Regions from separate parts of the Salmo salar genome. Here region 2 is linked to region 1. The links are chromatin contacts, called in public Hi-C maps. All regions are on one chromosome and are shown on one strand. Each heading gives the region's core, a stretch centred on a gene start, on an enhancer-like site or on the middle of the called end of the contact. The rest is flanking DNA. Distances are from core to core; before and after follow the strand shown. Region 1 holds the start of LOC106582601 (pleckstrin homology-like domain family B member 3). Region 2 holds the start of LOC106582677 (electron transfer flavoprotein subunit beta).

Region 1 (5,323 bases), core at 1,151-3,650:
GGTAAGTTGCTAGCTAGCATTAAACTTATCTTATAAAAAAACTATCAATCATAATCACTAGTTAACTACACATGGTTGATGATATTACTAGTTTATCTAGCCTGTCCTGTGTTGCATATAATCACTTAGGTACACGTTGCTCCAACGTGTACCAAACCATAAACCTCAGAGCAACGTGTACCAAACCATAAACCTCAATGCCTTTCTTAAAGTCAATACACAAGTATATATTTTTAAACCTGCATATTTAGTTAATATTGCCTGCGAACATTAATTTATTTTAACTAGGGAATGTGTGTCACTTCTCTTGCAACAGAGTCAGGGTATATGCAGCAGTTTGGGCCGCCTGGCTCGTTGCAAACTGTGAAGACTGTTTCTTCCTAACAAAGACAGCCAACTTCGCCAAACGGGGGATGATTTAACAAAAGCGCATTTGCGAAAAAAGCACAATCGTTGCACGACTGTACCTAACCATAAACATCAATGCCTTTCTTAAAATCAATACACAGAAGTATATATTTTAAACCTGCATATTTAGCTAAAAGAAATCCAGGTTAGCAGGCAATATTAACCAGGGGAAATTGTGTCACTTCTCTTGCGTTCATTGCACGCAGAGTCAGGGTATATGCAACAGTTTGGGCTGCCTGGCTCGTTGCGAACTAATTTGCCAGAATTTTACATAATTATGACATAACATTGAAGGTTGTGCAATGTAACAGGAACATTTAGACTTATGGATGCCACCCGTTAGATAAAATACGCAACGGTTCCGTATTTCACTGAAAGAATAAACGTGATAGTTTCCGGATTCGACCATATTAATGACCCAAGGCTCGTATTTCTGTGTGTTATTATGTTATAGTTAAGTGAATGATTTGATAGAGCAGTCTGAGCGATGGTAGGCACCAGCAGGCTTGTAAGCATTCATTCAAACAGCACTTTCGTGCGTTTTGCCAGCAGCTCTTCGCTGTGCTTCAAGCATTGCGCTGTTTATGACTTCAAGCCTATCAACCCCCAAGATGAGGCTGGTGTAACCCATGTGAAATGGCTAGCTAGTTAGCGGGGTGCGCGTTAATAGAGTTTCAAACGTCACTCGCTCTGAGACTTGGAGTAGTTGTTCCCCTTCCTCTACATGGGTAACGCTGCTTCGAGGGTGGCTGTTGTCGATGTGTTCCTGGTTCGAGCCCAGGTAGGAGCGAGGAGAGGGACGGAAGCTATACTGTTACACTGGCAATACTAAAGTGCCTATAAGAACATCCAATAGTCAAAGGTATATGAAATACAAATGGTACAGAGAGAAATAGTCCTATAATTCCTATAATAACTACAACTTAAAACGTCTTAGCTGGGAATATTGAAGACTCATGTTAAAAGGAACCACCAGCTTTCATATGTTCTCATGTTCTGAGCAAGGAACTTAAACGTTAGCTTTCTTACATGGCACATATTGCACTTTTACTTTCTTCTCCAACACTTTGTTTTTGCATTATTTAAACCAAATTGAACATGTTTCATTATTTATTTGAGGCTAAATTGATTTTATTGATGTATTATATTAAGTTAAAATAAGTGTTCATTGAGTATTGTTGTAATTGTCATTATTACAATTTTTTTTTTTAAATAGTCCGATTAATCGGTATCGGCTTTTTTGGTCCTCCAATAATCGCTATCGGTATCGGCGTTGAAAAAGCATAATCGTCCGACCTCTAGTTTGGATTGCATTGAAAGACACCTGGCACACCCATGTGTGAAATGACTGACATTTTTGGTTTCTAATGTAACCTTTGGATGGAAATAGAGATGATGTATTCAAAGTGAAAAAAAGAACTAGAAGTCTGAAGAAAAGATTACATTGTGTTGTTGTCACATACATGTTCACACCACTTCATCTGCCAGCTGTCGGTCACCGCTGGAGACAAACAGAACATCCGCATTAGGCAACTCTTCTCTCATCTACCTACTGACAGACACGCCTGCATTCATTGTTTTGAAATGCACAGGGTGTAACCAGTGTTGCCATCACACCTAAGCTATGTTTTATTGTTTTATTTTAAACCTTTTTTTACATAAGCAAAAACATACACAGACAAAAACAATTGGCACAGTTTCGCCTGTGGGAAAAAATACCTATTCTTTGACATTGTTGTGCTTTTTTTCAAGTCCGCAGCTGTTCTTTCACCCAGTCTGTACCCTGCCCCTTCCATCTGCTCTCTCTTTTACCCCTTTCACTCTTTCTTTGCCCACTCACGCACTACTACCCACCCTGACTGCAGGCATTCTCTCTCACCCTGTCCACATGCCCCTGTTTAGGGGAAGACTGAGGGAATAACCTATCAGCTCAGTGAGACAGAACTGTTAAGGGGGCAGGGGCCGATAAAGGCCATTGGATATAGTAAAGAGAGTGGAGAGATTTACGTGGCAGCTATTGACGCTTTCCAATGGCCCTTGGCTTTGACAGCGACACAAGACCACCCGCGAGGTGTGTTGTTGGCAGGGTGCCAAGCCAAACTGCTTTTGCGTTAGCCTATAGCGAGCCTATAACGAGGGCATTACAAAGTCATGTCGTCGCGGGAAATCCCAGAATAGAGTTCTCATTTCGGTGCGGAGCCCCCTCACAAATAGACCACAGAAACCGTATAGTCAGTGACGCGCTCAGTCGCGTTTTCACACTAACTTTGTGTCTGTCAGTGTGTCCGCCTCACATGCATTCCGTTTCACATGTTGACGACGACAGCTCACTGTGATCTGTCATTTATACTGGGATTGATATGAAAGGATTGAATCAAACCAGAAAGAGAGAGGAGAACATAGACACCAAAGGTCTTCAGATGGGATATGACAGCCAACAGAAACTCTGAAAGTTCTCTGGATATAGTTGAAATGATTGAAAGCGAAAGCGCGCTCCCCGTCTAAACCCATCACTTCGTTATTTAGTCACTCTGTTTTTACTAGCGTCTATTTTCTTCAAATTCAAGAACAACAATATACATTCCCCACAACAAGAACACTTTTGAAGAGAAAGCAACATATTCTCAGGTAAGGCATGAGTTCTTTGTTTCTGTTCTGGGTCGCTGTAGTTTGATACATTGTAGCTGGTGAATGATCGCGATTTGATAACACTAGGATTCTTATTATTCCACAGTAGCTACCTACAGTGTTAATTATCTACTGAAAGTGGTCGTCTGTTTATAAATGGACTTCATTGGTGTCATGAGAAGGGATGATGTCACTTTGAACTTGACATAGCATGTAAATAAATGGAACACAGAATCTCTATTATGTTTACAGAAAGCCAGTAGGCTACTGTAGGCTACTTTCTAAACTATTTATATAAATAAAATATAGGCCTATGCCATTTATATAAATGGACTATATTAAATAATACAGCTATCATTAGTCTATTAGTTCACACTAAGCCAAAAAGCCTACTTTTAAAAAAACTATGCAAATTGTGTACATACCATAAGTTAAAGAACAACTCTTTGGGGGGTTTATTCGTTTTTAAAATGTCAGAATGCCTGGTTTTATGATGACCAACATCCAGATTCTATGACAACCTTGTATTTGATTACCCAGTATTTGGGACTTTGCGCTTGAGCATAAGTAGTTAGATGGGCTGAAAATGTCCCCAGGCCTATAGCTTTTCAATGTGTCATTTTCACTGTGAAACGATGAGAGGACCATATCTGGTTTTCATTCAGACATGTTTTTCTTAATGTCCCAAACCTCCTTTCCCAGGGCATTGTTTTCCTCAGTTTATGTGAACTCACATTTTGTTTACCCGACTCTTCTGATATCTGTTGTTTATCATTGTTTATCATTTCCACCGGCGCATAGTGTAAACAAAGGGGGGAGTATAGGATGACGCTGACATAGGTGGAGAGAAAAGATTGCCTGGGAGGGTTGCCGTCAGGGGAGTCCAGAGCACATATCTATCTTCTGTCTTCAATCTCTCCTTGTATCTTTTTCTCGCACGCCCTTTTTTTTGGCTGCACTTGTACGAACAGCTCTATAGCTGGGACCTAGCCTGTCATTAATGGGTCGTTATTTCGCTGACCTCAGAACGGAGGGATTTGCTCAGCCCAGTGGAATCTCTGCTAATGTTGTTGAACTAGCAAATATTCAAAGTCTGTGTAATTAGTGGTGTCTTCGGACCATTCCAGTCCGTTTTGCAGTGTTGTAATATGCACAAGTCACGTTTGCATGAATTATTCTATTCATGCAGTGGTATCATAGTGTGATAATCTACTTTATTGGAGAAACAATTAGGCCTATAGGGTAACTTACTTGCTAATGAACTTACAGGAAATACAACGAATCATCTTCCCTAACAATCAATGATCCTAGCTTGTATTTTAATCTTCAACCCTTTGGTCCCCTATAAACAAAAACAATTTTTATTCCCCAACAGAAGCCAGTTGGCCCAGCTACAGTATCATTCTAGGAGTCTAACAATAGGCCTATCTGCCCTCACACCTAGATGACAGTTAGTCATGATATCTCACCTCTCATCTGACAGACAGACAGACACCACACAGAGCTGTCCAGCCTGGGTTGTATTCATTAGGTACCAAACAGAAAAATACGGACTGAAATGGGGAGGGACTTCCTGGAATTATCCAATAAGAAACGCTCGTGCCCTAATGAATATGACCCTGGTTCCTCTCACCTGCTCTTCCTGCTCAGGCCCCTGTGTGATAATGACAGTTTCCTCTCTCAGCCCATAGCCGTCCATAGGCTATAGTGGTATACAGGGGGACTATCTCAGTGGGCTCTGTCATACAGCTCAGACTGGTCACCAGGTATTCCTGGGAACCTGATGTGTCAGGACACAGTGGGGTGATGACAGCTTCCTGATAGCCCTCCATAGACTACTGTAGCCCTCCATATACCACCGAAGCATTGCTAAGTGGGCTCTGAGGTCATACAGCTGAGACTGGTATGGTCACTTCCTACTGGGCGTACACTGGTTAAATCAACGTTGTTTCCACATCATTTCAATGAATTTACGTTGAACCAACGTGGAATAGTTGTTGAATTGACGTCTGTGCCCAGTAGGTAGGGTCCAAAATGGCACCATATCCCCTATACTTTTGACCAGGGAATAGGGTGTCATTTCTGATATACACAAATGTATCATGGCGCCGGAGAGGATGGCTACCATTTTATTGGCTCTTAACCAACCGTGCTATTTTATTTTTAAAAATTCCGCATTGTTTATAACTTATTTTCTACATAATGTTGCTGCTACCATCTCTTATGACCTAAAAGAGCTTCTGGACATCAGAACAGCGATTACTCACCTTGAATTGGACAAATAATT
Region 2 (5,542 bases), core at 327-2,826, 150 kb before region 1:
CCGGTGACTGAGGTGGTATACTCCTCAATGCCATTGGATGAATCCCTGAACATAGCAAAACAGTCCTGTAGCGTAGCATATTACCTCAATTACCTCGACTAATTACCCCTGCACATTGACACGGTACCGGTACCCCCTGTATATAGCCTCGTATTGTTATTTTATTGTGTTAGTTTTTTTCTTACTTTAGCTTAAAAAAAAAGTGCAAATATATTCTTACTTACTTTAATTTTAAAAAATCAGCATTGTTGGTTAAGGGGCTTGTAAGCATTTCACGGTAAGGTTGTATTCGGCGCAAATACATTGAATTTTTTTTACATAAAGATTTGTTTTTCACTTCACATAAGCAGTTTATAAAGATGAGCTACTCCTTTAATTACACAATGAACTTTACCCTAGTTGACCCAAGATCGGAACACATTTCCTGGGCTTTGTGTCCAACTGAAATAGCAGGAACACCAGCTTGTTCTCTGTGATTGGTTACAGGTCACTTTTGCTGACAGTCTTCATGTTCACATAATTTAATTGGTTCCAACCACGGGCGGTCTCGTTTAGACCCGCCTTCTTTCTTTCAATGGAATAACTCTAAAATCTTCCCGACCTTTCGTGCGTTACCGTTCTCCTGCAGCAGGATAGTATGCTGGCAGTACGATCGCGGGTTTTCTTTTTCAAAGTAACAGTTCCCCTGCAAAGACATAATAAACTTCGATTTTTCTTTAACACTAGTGCAGTACAACTGTTTTTCACAGCATTGCAACCCACTCTGAAAAAAATGATTGATAATTTGACGTATTTTATTTGTAATATTGGATTATTTATACCAGTATGTTGAAAGCTATTGTGTAGGCTATATATATTTAAAGAAATACACTTTTAATAAAATACAAACATATCTTATTGGAAATCCTCAATAGAGTCCGCAAAACTTTAATTGGTCTTGTGCTGGGCAACTGGTTTAATACAGAGTACTGGTGACTCCTTACTCCACCCACTCATTTCACTGCAAAGCAATACACGGTATATGGGATACTTATTGGCTTGTAGAGAGAAAACTTGTCTGCCTGTCTCAACTAAAGTGGGGTGGGAAATACTCAGTAGGGTCTCTACTAACCAAACATGTGTGGTTTTTCAGGGCGATTGTTGCTGGCTGAGAATGAAGTCCTGCTGGGTATGTTCAACACAGTCCAACTCCAAAACAAACCATAATATTTGCTTAGTAGAGACCCTACTGAGTATTTCCCACCCCACTTTACCTGAAACAGGTAGAAAATGTATCTATGAGCCAATATGTAACCCATGTACAGTCTATTACAGTGTCTTGCATTGGGGGCTATTGGGGAGGGACACATACCAGTGTCAATGTTGCCTTTTGTTCATTATTGGTCTAAATATAAATAATTTTAAAACATATTTGGGATATGTTTTCATAAATTACTCATTGCATTTTCTTGTTGTCACAATAGAAGTGGCTATTGATTACAATTCAATCTGTTTTGAATGAGTTATTCACATTGCAACGTTTTGAAATACGTGCTTTTATTTTAAAGGTTTTATAATTACCATACCGAAGTGACGTTATCATTTGTGCTGCTAGCAGAATACTGTCTGCTGCCTCTTGGGTGAAAGCTCTTTGTGGTGACTGGGTAGCTAGCTACTGTACATTGCTGAACCGAAGAATCGCTAACAATGTCGCGGGTTCTTGTTGGAGTTAAACGTGTAATTGACTATGCTGTCAAGGTAGCTACTTCCCCACTGTCTTGTATTTAAAAGCAATTCAACATTTCACCTGCAGAATTTCCATTCGAGACTTCCTATGGCAGCTAGCTAACCACTAGCTAACGTTAGGTGGATGGATGAAGGGTTAGTTTAGCAAGCTAGCGTCCATTGTTTGAATGTCAAGTCTTCAACTAACAACCATAACTGCAAGGAAAATACCAAGGTCATTACAGGGTTATCTAGGTAACAGTTAAGGTTAATTTGTCTAGCGTGCTACTTCTAGAATTGGTAAAACGATAAATGACTGTCAAAATTAAAAAAGAAAGCTAACAATACATTGTCACTGTGTTGTTACAATGTATTGCTGCTGATTTTATTGCACATGTTAAGCTACATGTATAATCCTCATTCAGGCTTCATCACAATGATTTAAAAACATATAATCAACTAGGTGTCACAGCATCAAAACAGTTAGATAGTAGGCTATCACTATCCAAGCCACCCCTATCAGATAGTTCCAAGGTAATATATGTTTTGTTGTTGTAAAGGAACCCTAGCACCATATCTATTACCAGTTATTTCATACTACAGTCTGAGCACTCTTGCTTCAGCTGCACCCAACTAGATCTGTGTGGCCGTCTCTCGATGCACTCAGTTAAGCTATGTTTGTACCCTTCCCCGTCCCATATGCTGCCCCAACTCATCAGACAGAGGCAGGGAGGTGTGTGTGTGTATGAGAGAGACACACACACACACAGTCTTTGCCAGTCATGTATTATGAGGTGACTCATGTATATGGGATGGACTTATTGACAGAATTTTGGCGTTTTAAAAGGTTTATTTACAATGGCTTGTTCAATACTATTGGGTTAGTGGTAGGCTTTCAAAAGTGTTCCAGAATTGGTTTGACTGCCTCACAAATTCAATTGGAAAGCTCAGAGCACACCTACATTGGGCCCACAGCAACTATTTCCAAGTGCCCAGACTGCACAGTGTCCCCACACTCAACTCTGGCACATTGACTTCATGTCTCCAGCCTCTGTCTTTGTCTGTCTCTCTCTGACCCTTCTGAGTGACTATCCAGTAGTCACTTATGTTCAGTAGGGCAACGCTCTATGAAACTGAATTAGCATTCTTATTGGAGTTCAGGTAGTCCCACCGTTTTTCAGTCAGTTTTTTCCTGTTTGGTGCCTAATGAAGACTTCCCTGCCTTCTCCCTTAGATCCGCGTGAAGCCCGATCACAGCGGGGTGGTGACAGATGGCGTCAAGCACTCAATGAACCCCTTCTGTGAGATCGCTGTGGAGGAGGCCGTCAAACTCAAGGAGAAAAAGTTCATCAAAGAGGTGGTGGCCGTCAGCTGTGGGCCCGCGCAAGTAACGGTAAGAGTGACGTGGTGCTCTGGCCTGGCGATGTCATTTTGAAGACGGGCGGATTCAACGATGCAAAACATTTTCCTTATTCTACATGACATTATACATATCAGTTCTACTCAATTCATTTCTATCTTTACGTTTCTATCCGAACGTTCTGTAGCATTAGGCTACATCCTTAACAGGCCTTCAATAGCTGACATTTGGAGGGAAGCTTTGGATCATGTTTTTTCATTAGGATAGCTGTCATGAGTATGTTTTCATTCTATTGTAAGAAGGATTCTGCAGTTGGTCACCTCCAACTTGACTGTGCTAATGATTGTATTATTCTGTCATTGTTCTCAGGTGGTGTTCTTATATAATTTTGAGAACCCTACCGCTCAAGCGTTTGTATTGTGTGTGTGTGTGTGTGTGTGTGTAGGAGACCATCCGTACTGCACTGGCCATGGGGTGTGACCGCGGCATCCACGTGGAGGTCTCAGGAAAAGACTACGAGGCCATGGGACCCCTGCAGATCTCCAAAATCTTTGCTGCCCTGGCCAAGAAGGAGGAGGCCTCACTCGTCATCCTGGGCAAACAGGTCATCCGATGTAATAGATTGTACCACTGCCACACCAATGCCAGTTGACTTTGAAATCGAACCTCATCATCTCATGTAATGCTCACTGATTGTGTTGGTATTTTTTGACAGGCCATTGACGATGACTGTAACCAGACGGGTCAGATGACAGCAGCCTTGTTAGACTGGCCACAGGTCAGTAGTGGTTTCTTCTTGTTGTAACCCTTTTTCTCAGCAGGAATTACTAAACTGATCTCAGAGCATAGAGGCCTTGTTTACTGTTAACTGCTGACTTGGATACCATTGCAGACCAGGACCTTTACTCATGGTCTTTATAAGCATTAGCATATCGACTTAATGTCAGGTGAAGGGAAGAGCTGAACTAGCAGGCCTTAGATTATGTCACTACAGTCAACATGGTCTGCACTGAAAAGTAGACCGAAGGCCAAATAAAGGGCAAAATTAGGGTGTATTTACATGGTTAAACCACCAGATGTCACACTTGGATTGCCTCGTGGCCTACAACGGTTTTACAATTGTCAGGTAACAAAAACAAAGCCTTCTTTCCGTTTAAGTTAACTTGATAATTTCAGATAATATTTGATCTCAATGTGGATTATGACATCTTCTAAATGTAGGACCTCCCATTCTTGCAGGGCACATTTGCCTCTGAGGTGACCATCGATGGGGAAAAGGTGAAGGTGGTGAGGGAAATCGATGGTGGTCTAGAGACCATCAAAATCAGCATGCCAGCCGTCCTCACAGCAGACCTTCGACTCAACACACCCAGATACGCCACCCTGCCCAACATCATGGTAATACACACAATGTACATTTCCTCACAAAGTGTACACACACACACACACACACACACACACACACACAGCACACACACATACACAGCACTTTAATTTCTCATCTCCTTCTCCCTCCACCTCCCAGAAAGCCAAGAAGAAGAAGATAGCCAACATGAAGCCAGCGGACCTGGGGGTGGACATGGTGTCGCGGGTGGAGGTGTTGAAGGTGGACGAGCCCCCAACGAGACTGGCCGGAGTGAAGGTGGAGACGGTGGATGACCTGGTCGCCAAACTCAAGGCAAACGGAACAATCTAGAGGCCCTGTGGGAGCCAAAGGGGGAGTGCAGGGGACACACAGAGGGGTGAGTCTCAAAACCTAAAAACAGTATGACTGTTTGAGATAATATCGGTAACCCATTAGAACATGTCTGATGGATTCTCAGCATGACAGAGCACTGATGAATTTCATGTTCATGTAACAACTTAACCTTGTGAATCATATGCTTCTTCCACCAAATTGCCACAACTGTAACACAGACCTTTGCCATAGTGCGCTGTACTTGGCCAAGCTCAGTGTTTCTGTCTCTATTTGGCTGTAATATGTAATTTCCCCCTTTCTTTTGCAGGTCTCTGTTTGAGAGATGGAACAAAGTAATTTAGCAGACGTGGAGGACTGGTTGCATAAGGCAGAACCCATCGCCACCCGGCCCTCTGTGTTTAACTCCGACTTCCATGATAGTAGCCTACTGACCTGGAATGAAGGGATACTGAGAAACACTGTCCTATAGGAACCCACACAGCCCAGAGGGTGAAGAAGAGGGCCTGTTGTTATTGTGCAATTGAATTCACATGGTACATCTGTATTGTAATTAATGTATCTTCTCTGTGAGTGTAGCTAACTAGTTAGGGAGGACCTAGACTCAAAAAATGCACAACTTCCAAGCCAGTAATGTAAGTCAGTAACTTTCATTCACCCATGTTTTTGTATGTGTTGCACTGTACATTCAAGCGAGTGTCACAATAACATTTTAATCTGTAACATGGACCTTTGTAAATTCTATCATGAAACCCTACATTGACACATCTGGGCTATGCAGT

What was found. A called contact is a pair of places that touch in the nucleus more often than the background predicts.
Region 2: a Hi-C map of gill shows a contact between it and region 1, with 2.8 times the contacts expected there. The contact joins the promoter of LOC106582677 here to the promoter of LOC106582601 in region 1. A contact is called at or near these places in 2 of 3 Hi-C or Micro-C datasets (blood and gill).

What each region holds. Positions count from the first base shown.
Region 1 is chrssa02:38,369,388-38,374,710 of Ssal_v3.1, reverse strand. It overlaps LOC106582601 (pleckstrin homology-like domain family B member 3), which reads left to right and starts at 2,400. Exons shown (of 15, transcript XM_014165836.2): 1 at 2,400-3,036.
Region 2 is chrssa02:38,516,355-38,521,896 of Ssal_v3.1, reverse strand. LOC106582677 (electron transfer flavoprotein subunit beta) reads left to right here and starts at 1,576. Exons shown (of 7, transcript XM_014165976.2): 1 at 1,576-1,737; 2 at 2,939-3,097; 3 at 3,510-3,668; 4 at 3,780-3,842; 5 at 4,304-4,462; 6 at 4,590-4,806; 7 at 5,071-5,542. The coding sequence starts at 1,687. The coding sequence ends at 4,760.